Linked DNA regions of Mus musculus: all the other regions are linked to region 2. A link is a contact called in public HiChIP or PLAC-seq and promoter capture Hi-C data. All regions are on one chromosome and are shown on one strand. Each heading gives the region's core, a stretch centred on a gene start, on an enhancer-like site or on the middle of the called end of the contact. The rest is flanking DNA. Distances are from core to core; before and after follow the strand shown. Region 1 holds the start of Zfp113 (zinc finger protein 113). Region 2 holds the start of Cyp3a13 (cytochrome P450, family 3, subfamily a, polypeptide 13). Region 3 holds the start of Zscan21 (zinc finger and SCAN domain containing 21).

The links. HiChIP or PLAC-seq counts read pairs in DNA pulled down with a chosen protein or histone mark. Capture Hi-C pulls out chosen DNA fragments and counts their contacts.
Region 1: a promoter capture Hi-C map of adipose tissue shows a contact between it and region 2. The contact joins the promoter of Zfp113 here to the promoter of Cyp3a13 in region 2. A contact is called at or near these places in 2 of 39 promoter capture datasets (liver and macrophages), 2 of 484 Hi-C or Micro-C datasets (liver and nephron progenitors), 5 of 115 datasets of contacts at active chromatin or transcription factors (bone marrow-derived macrophages, embryonic stem cells and stem cell-derived neural progenitor cells) and 2 of 9 other capture datasets (adipose tissue and liver).
Region 3: an H3K4me3 HiChIP or PLAC-seq map of the SCID.adh cell line shows a contact between it and region 2, with 13 read pairs. The contact joins the promoter of Zscan21 here to the promoter of Cyp3a13 in region 2. A contact is called at or near these places in 2 of 39 promoter capture datasets (both in liver), 9 of 115 datasets of contacts at active chromatin or transcription factors (the NIH/3T3 cell line, the SCID.adh cell line, embryonic stem cells and 1 more) and 1 of 9 other capture datasets (pancreatic islet).

What each region holds. Positions count from the first base shown.
Region 1 is chr5:138,154,169-138,157,092 of GRCm38.p6, forward strand. Zfp113 (zinc finger protein 113) reads right to left here and starts at 1,576. Exons shown (of 5, transcript NM_019747.4): 1 at 1,462-1,576.
Region 2 is chr5:137,919,940-137,922,887 of GRCm38.p6, forward strand. It overlaps Cyp3a13 (cytochrome P450, family 3, subfamily a, polypeptide 13), which reads right to left and starts at 1,680. Exons shown (of 13, transcript NM_007819.4): 1 at 1,503-1,680. The coding sequence starts at 1,573.
Region 3 is chr5:138,115,633-138,118,438 of GRCm38.p6, forward strand. Zscan21 (zinc finger and SCAN domain containing 21) reads left to right here and starts at 1,273. Exons shown (of 5, transcript NM_011757.3): 1 at 1,273-1,375; 2 at 2,204-2,288.

The sequences.
Region 1 (2,924 bases), core at 326-2,825, 230 kb after region 2:
TTTGGTTTTTTGGAGACAGGGTTTCTCTGTATAGCCCTGGCCGTCCTGGAACTCACTTTGTAGACCAGGATGGCCTCGAACTCAGAAATCTGCCTGCCTCTGCCTCCCGAGTGCTGGGATTAAAGACCACCTGGCTGTAAGCACAGGTCAAGAGAGGCTTCGCCTCCTGGATCCTTTCCTCTTTCTTTGGAGTAACTCACTATAGGATTAAGGTAGCGATGACTGGAAACTTAGCACCTTTTGTGCAGTTCTGAGGTTTTTGTTTGTTTGGTTTGGTCTTTCTTTATTGGGTAAGAATCAGGCTATAGCCCAGACTAGCTTGGAATTCACTGTATAGGACAAGTTGGCCTTGCTTCATTTGCCTCTGTGCTGGGATTAGATGTGAGCAAGCCAATTTGGCTAATTCCTGGAAATTCACATTAGGTCATTGTTTCTCAAACTTGTAGGTCGTGACCCCTTTGAAAGTTGAATGACTCTTTCACAGGGGTTACCTAAGACTATTGGAAAACACAGATATTTACATTACTGTTCTTATCAGTAGCAAAAAAAATACGGTTATGAAGTAGTGACAATAATAACTTTACGGTTGGGGGTCATCACATGAGAAACTGCATTAAAAGGTCATAGCATGAGGAAGGTTGAGAATTTCTGTTTTAGGTTCTACCAGTTCTGTATGATTAAGGGGTCAAAATGGGGAAATCGGGTTCAGTTTATGTCTAATATAGGTACTTAAGAAGTACGGAGGGTAAAGGAATGTGCTAGGAACTACCAGCAAAGACCATCACATACTGTCTTTTCAGTACACCCTAAGAGAGCTGAAATGGACTAAGGTTCTCTGTGTTCAACTAGGTTCTCAATGTTTTAGCCAGCTAATGCACTGGACATACTCGGCCACTTCTGCAGGGAGCCGGCCCCAGCATGTCCACGAAAAGGTATCAGTCAGTAAGCTTAAAAAAAAAAACAAAAAACAAAACAAAAAAACCCTATTCATAGCCATAGGACATGAGATCTTGGTGAGGTTACGGAGGACCCGAGTTCGCACCTCCTCCCAAGCCCTAGTTCTCACTGCGACCCAGAACTACTGTCTGGTTTTCCGATCCAATTAAGGAAAAACTTCCTTCTCCTGCCCTCACACAGAAATCGGTGTGCTGAGAGTACCAAGTTAGGGTGGCAATCTGTCATCAGTTGTTTTAAAGAGAGGGAGACCTCCGTAGCGACGCTAGGAATTTTAAACACTGGGGCTGGGGACGGTAAGAGACACAAAAGCAGACCCGGAGTCCCATTACGCGACACCCGGGATCACGCTGCGCGCCTGCAGCTAGGGTTGCGGAGCTGGACAGCGACTGCAGGAGGAAGGTGGGCCCAGAACCCCGGCGGGCCGCGGACGTGTGAACACCAACCCCCTTCCCCGGAGACCACAACTTCCACCTCACCGCGAGTCCGGGAGATGGCCCCACTCACCCTGGGGACAGGGACGTAAGACTTAGGGGGCCGGACACGAAACAGGTCCTGTTGGACCCTGTTACAGACCCACACAACGGAGAACAGAACAAAGAACGGAAACTGCCCCTCCCCATATCGTTTCCGGGTCGTCCTTTCTCACCACCCAGGACAACAAATGCCCACTTGCTCTCTCTAGGAAAATGGGAGGTCTTCATCTCTCGATGGTACGCTGATGGTGCTGTTCTCGATGGTGCTGGGAAACAAGGGCACCAGACTGCGCCACTTGCTGGCCAGGTTGGGAAGGGACGATGCGTAAGCTGAAGAAGTTGGAGGTCCAGGAAATTCAGGGCACAAGTTCTAGTGGCTCTGAGAGAGAGAGTACACCATCACCTCCATAGCAAGAGAGAGAGTACACCATCACCTCCATAGCAAATATATGAAACTTGAAGAATCCTTTAATATAAATGTGCACCATTGGCTGGTCGTGATGGCGCACGCCTTTAATCCCAGCGCTGGGGAAGCACAGTCAGGCAGATCTCTGTGAGGCCAGCCTGGCCTATGATACAAAACAAAACAAACAAACAAAAAAATAAATAAATAAAAGTGCACCATGGGTTTTGGTTTTTGTTTTGTTTTTCTGGTTTTTTTTTTTTTAAGATTTATTTTATTTATTATATGTAAGTACACTGTAGCTGTCTTCAGATACCAGAAGAGGGAGTCAGGTCTTGTTACAGATGGTTTTGAGCCACCATGTGGTTGCTGGGATTTGAACACAGGACCTCCGGAAGAGCAGTCAGTGCTCTTAACCACTGAGCCATGTCTCCAGCCCCCGTTTTTGTTTTTTTTTTTTTTTTGTTTTTTTGTTTTTTTTTTTTTACTCATCAATTTTTCTTTAATTATTTTGAACATTCTCACTAATTAAGAAAATATTTTATTTCAAAACTTCTTATAGTAGAAAAAAGGATTACCTTTTTAACATGATTTCTCCACTGCTTGATAAGTATAATAGTTATATTTTTAAAATTTGGAATTTATGTTGGTGCTAATGATATTATATCCAAAATAGCACCATGGGTTTTTTTTTAAAGCACTCAGCACTCAGTTTTTAAAAGATTTATTTTAACCAGGCAGTGGTGGTGCACGCCTTTAATCCCAGCACTTGGGAGACAGAGGCAGGTAGATTTCTGAGTTCGAGGCCAGGCTGGTCACAGAGTGAGTTCCAGACAGCCAGGGCTACATAGAGAAACCCTGTCTCAAAAAAAGCAAGACAAAAAATTATTTTAATAGATTTAATATTTATTTGAAGATTTAGTATTTTAATGAGTGTTTTTCTCCTGCATACACACACACATACACACACACCTGATTCAGATATAGGTCAGATGAAGCCATCACATCTTCTGGAACTGGAGTTACGGTAATGAGTGGCCATATGAGTGCATGGAATCTGGGTCCTCTGGAAGAGCAGCCAGTACTTTTTT
Region 2 (2,948 bases), core at 430-2,929:
TTTGAATTTTTCATTTTCACATTATTGTGAGTGTGTACCTTTTCTTCAAGTCAAATGGTGACAGAAGTCAACTATGGTGTGTGTGTGTGTGTGTGTGTGTGTAAAAGAAGAGCATCTACTACCTACAGACTTACACACACACACACACACACACACACACACACACACACATACACACAATCACACACAGGGGTGATTAGAGCAGTGGTTCTCAACCTTCCTAGTGTTGTAACTCTTTAATACAGTTCCTCCTGTTGTTATGATCTACAACCATAAAATTATTTCATTGCTATTTCATAACTGTAATTTTGCTACTGTTATGAATCATGATGTAAATATCTAATATTCAGGATGCCTGATATGTGACTCTTGTGAAAGGGTCCATTGACCCTCAAAGGACTGAGACTTCACAAGTTGAGAACCACTGCCGTAGAATGAGCTGGGCGGGGTAGTCATCTATGCTTTTAATCTTGGAACTCAAGATAACCTTTCTCCTCCCCTCACTTGTACTACTACACAGGAGTCCATTCATTAGAAGGTAGTCCTGAGATGGGTGTTTTCGCTGATGCTCACCAGAGGAACTTAGAGAAAAATATTTAGCATCCTAACTGTTTCAAAGTTCCTGCCCTTTGAGGATGCCAGGAGATTTCATAGCAGGGAAGGAGGAACTCCTTATACTTATGCTAGGGTCTTTGACAGGAAATGGTGAAGGGAAAGAATCAAAGTCAGGTCTTCTTTGCTCCGAAGAGTCGTCATTTATGGGAGCTAGAGAGGTAGCTCAGTGGTTAAGAACACTTCTTGCTCTTCAGAGGACCAGGGTTCAATTCCCAGCATCCACATGGTGGCTCACAGCCATCTGTAACTCCAGTTCCAAGGGATACACCGTCTTTTGCTGACATCCATGGGCACCAAGCACTCATGTAGTACACATGCATGCATATATGCAGGCAAAACACTCACAAAAATAAAATGATCAAACGTAATATACTAGGGGCATTGTTAAAATAGTCCTAGAGGTGGGACAATGAAGCAGAATGTGTACATATAACAATACTCCACGTTTCCTGCATCAGAGAAAACAGGTGAAGACAACACAAAAGCTCTTCCCATCCCCACAATACCAACAATCCTGAGACCTTGAAGAAGAAGCCTTCCATCAAACACAGTGACCAGCTTCTTGTAACCTGCTTTACTGAGCCCTGGGTGGTTAATCTGGTGAAAAGGTGAGACTCAATTGGAGAATAACCCAGGTCTAACTGAGGTCACTCAAACCTCCTATCCACAAAAACTGGAGTTTAGTAGAAGAGGAATGTATACTTACTTACCCCATAGGAGGGATTTGCATAGGACCAAAAGCAATACCTTAACTCTTTGTACAGCCCACACTCAATGTCCCCTTCATATTCTCTTTGGATTTTCCAAGCCAGTAAAGGAAAGAATTATCTGACTTGCATCCCCCAAGTCCTGCTCACTAAGAAGAGGAGCCTGGGCAGTTTACTCACAAGTAGAGAAGGACCAGGCTGGTAGCCAGGAGCATCCAGGTTTCCATGGAAAAGTTTGGGATCAGGTCCATTGCTGTTTTCTTTAAACAAGTCTCTCTCCAAGTTGTACTCTCAATTTTGTGTGCTGCACCTTTCAGGGCTGAGCCTGCTGAGCTCCCTTCCCTGCCCAGCTGTTTGTGACTCAGGAAAGCCACCCTGAAGAACTTAAGTACAGGGAAAGAGGTGGGGCTGAAATTGCAGCCAATGAACAGACCTACAGTTCTGAGTCAAGTGTACTCTCCACCCTAGCAGTTGGCAAAGAATCATGGGTGTGCCCACTTGAATCTTTGAATTCATTTGGTAAGAAATATCGACCAAAACTGAGGCCAGTGTTATCATTATCACTGAGTACAAAGGTTATTGCTTCTTATCAGAAACTCAGGTGAAATCATTGGCATTCTATAGCATTTCTGTCCTAGTTCGCTTTCTGTCATTGTGGGAGAGAGAGAGAGAGAGAGAGAGAGAGAGAGAGAAACCAGAATGACCAAAAACAACTTGGGGAAAAGGTTCATTTTGTATTACAACTTAGAGTCCATCATGAAGGAAAGTTAGGACAGAAAGTCAAGGTACATATCTGAAGACAGCAACTGAAGCAGAGCCCACAGCTAACTAATGCTTCCTTCTTTCTCCTTATGGCTTGCTCAGCCTTCTTTCTTTTTTTCCTTTCCTTTCCTTTCCTTTCCTTTCCTTTCCTTTCCTTTCCTTTCCTTTTCTTTTTCTTTTCCTGGGACTAACTCAAGTGCTCTGGGAGGACAGAATGCTTTCTTAGCCACTGAGCCTTTCTCCAGCCTTTCAGGTTCCTTTCTTATCAAACCCAGAAGCACCTGCCTAGAGGTGACACTACCCACTGTGGTCTGGGCCCTCTCACATTAATCATTAATCAAAAATATTTCCCCACAGAGGTGCCTACAGGCCATTCTGGTGGAAGCAATTTCTGAACTGTGATTGCCTCTTCCTGGATATGACTAGGTTTGTGTCAACTTGAAAAAAGCTAAACAACCTTCTGTCCTTTTGTCCTAAGCTGCTTTAATTGCCAAGAACTTGAAATCCACCCAAATAAACACATGAAATGACCCAAAACAAGCTGATTCTTCAAAAAAGAGAGAGAGAGAGAGAGAGAGAGAGAGAGAGAGAGAAACCCTTAGGTAATCTGACAAAAAGAAAGAGGGGGAAGACACAAATTTTAAAAATTAGAGATGAAAAGGTATCATTATAACTGACTCCAAAGAAACCCAGAAGTTCATGAGGCTGCTGTGAAAAACTGTACTCAGGAAATCTGGATAATCCGAAAGAAATAGAAGGATTTCTAAATGCATGTCTTCCTCCAGATAGATTACAAACCATGAGATCCTAATCAAAATCTTCCCATCAAAGAAAGCCACAGGACCCAACAGATCTCCAACAATC
Region 3 (2,806 bases), core at 23-2,522, 200 kb after region 2:
GAAGAAGATTCTGACCTGGATCTTGGCATGGAGATCTTGAGGCATAGTGGCCATGAGAAACTTAGGTCCATGCCGGGCATGGTGGCTCATGCCTTTAATCCCAGCACTTGGGAGGCAGAGGCAGGTGGATTTCTTAGTTCGAGGCCAGCCTGGTCTACAGAGTGAGTTCCAGGACAGCCAGGGATACACAGAAAAACTCTGTCTTGAAAAAACAAAAAACAAACAAACAAACAAAAACAAAACAAAACAAGAACAACAAAAAAGAAAAACTTAGGCCCAGGAAACTAAGGCAAAGAGATCTCTGAGTTCTAAGAGCCAGGCATGGTGGTACACACTTAATCTGGGCCACACCTTCTGCTAGAGATTTGCTTAAGGACATTGGAAGAAGGAAGAGTCCCTCTTCTTCGGCTGCTTGCACTTACTTGCCAGCACATCTGTTGGAATCTACTTCTACAGACGACCAGCTGGAACACCTAGCTTCGTGGGACTGAGCAACTACTAGATTCTTGGACCATTGCTGGGGTACAGACTGTAAGTTATCACAATAAATTCACTCAGTATAGACAGACATTCCCTTAGTTCTGTGACTCTAGAGAACCCTAACTGTTACAGTGCTCATGTACACAGTGTGTTTGCAAACATGTGAAGGCCAGAGGTTAATGTTAGCTGTCTTCTTCAATTGCTTCTCTACCTTGTTTTTGAGACAAGGTGTCACTGATCTGGAGCTAGGCTGCCCAGACAACAGACTGCAGGGGTCCTCCCAGCACTCGGATTACAGGCATGTGATGTACCATAGTCTTTTTATGTGGTGCTGGAAATCCAAATGTAGGTCCTCACGCATGAGCTCTTTACTCACTCACTGATCTAGAGGCAAGTGGATCGTTTATAGAGTTCGAGGTCAGCCTGGTATACATAGAGTTCCAGGCTAGCTAGGGCTAATGACATGTTTGTCTCAAAAACAAGGCAGTGGTGGCTCATGCTTTTAATCCCAGCACTCGAGAGGCAGAGGCAAGTAAATCCCTGAGTTCGAGGCCAGCCTGGTCTATTGAGTGAGTTTCAGGGCAGCCAGGGCCGCATAACCCTCCAAAAACCACCCACCCTCAAAAAAAGAATGAACGAAAGAAAGAAAAGGGAGGGGGTAGGAAGAGAGAATGAGAATAAAAAAAGAAATAGGGGGAGAAACAGATCACAACCAGGACAGTCGCAGCCTCCGGTGAAACAGGATACCGACAACGCTCGGATTCCTAGAGGGGCGGCTGCTCCCCCTCCAGAGGGGCGGGGCTCTGACGCGCTTCCGGTGGTGCTGTCGTTCAGCCGCTGTGAGGATTCCAGACTCCAAAGCGGTTCTGAGTCACGGTGAGCCTGCGAGTCCCAGGTTAGCCTAGCGGTCGGGGAGCGTTGGCCAAAAGATTTCGAGAGGGTGGGACGGGTTTAGCGACTGTGGTTCTGGTTCGGGGAGTTCCTCCATGGTGGTTCTGGGAGATTGAGGAGGAGCGCCCCGCCCAGCCGTCGTCGGCGCCCGCTCTAAGGAAAGGCTTTTCCACCCCCGAGGGCTCCCTGGAACAAAACCCTGATTCTTTTGCTTCCGGAATCGCATTTCTAGTCTCTCCGTTATTGTCTGTTACCTGACGGAAACTGCCCTCTTTCTTCCCCAGCAAGAGCCCTGAGATCTAAACTCAGAACTAATTGTTAAGAATAAGCCCAAGTGTAGAAACCTCTGAAAACCCGAATCTCCTCAGTCTTGAGTCTTGTCCAGTCCAGGCGGGGAATTGGTCCCGGTGGGCTTTGTGCGCACTGGACAAGGATTTGCTCAAGTCTGGAAAGATTTTTAGACGATCGTTTGTAAAACGCGTATAGGATAGAAAGGTGATTGATTTATTTGGTGGCTGACATAGTTGGAAATCTGTTGAAAGGGGACACTTAAAGAATTGTGAACAACAACAACAAAATCAATACAGGAAAATTGTTTTTCAAGTGGTGGAAGGCTTCTGAAGAGAGACTGAGTATTGGTTCAGGGCTATTGAAATGATGCAGAATTTGGCTCACTCTGAGCTACTAGATCTGCCCAGTAGTTATGCTCTTCAGAATTATTGGCCTGCCTGGAAGCTTTTTGAAAATTAGTTTGCTCGGTTTGAGACGGGGTCTTACTGTATGGCCTACACTGGTGTATAATTGGTGATCCTCCTGTCTCTGTTCTCTTCAGTGCTGTAATTACAGGTATGCACCACCACGACTTCAGCTTGGAGTTTCCAAGTGCAGAGTGTCTTAAGGGCATTATCTACTACAAGGTAATAATTGCTGTTCATTTGATGCAATCTGTGATAGTTTGATTTGTTTACACTTCGTCTTGCACAGAATGAATTTGAGGCTGATTAAGGGAGTGTGTGTGTGTGGGGGGGGGACTTATAAACTGTAGAATTCGCATAAAGGAGGGAAAAATTGGGAAGTGACCAAAAGCCTGCTGCTAGACTTCGAGAGTTAGGTTTTTATTTTTTTACTCTGTGTGTGTGTGTGTGTGTGTGAGTCAAAGGATAGTTGGCATAGTTGACTGCTTCCCTTCCATTACATGGACACCAGTCTCAAAACAGGCAGCAGGTCGGTTGCATTTGTTACCCACTGAGCCATCTTGTCAGTTGAGTTAAACCTTTAGATAGGGGCTGGAGAGATGGCTCAGTGGTTAAGAGCACTACTGGCTGCTCTTCCAGAGGTCCTGAGTTCAAATCCCAGCAACCACTTGGTGGCTCATGGCCATTTGTAATGTGATCTTATGCCCTCTTCTGGTGTGTCTGAAAACAGCAACAGTGTA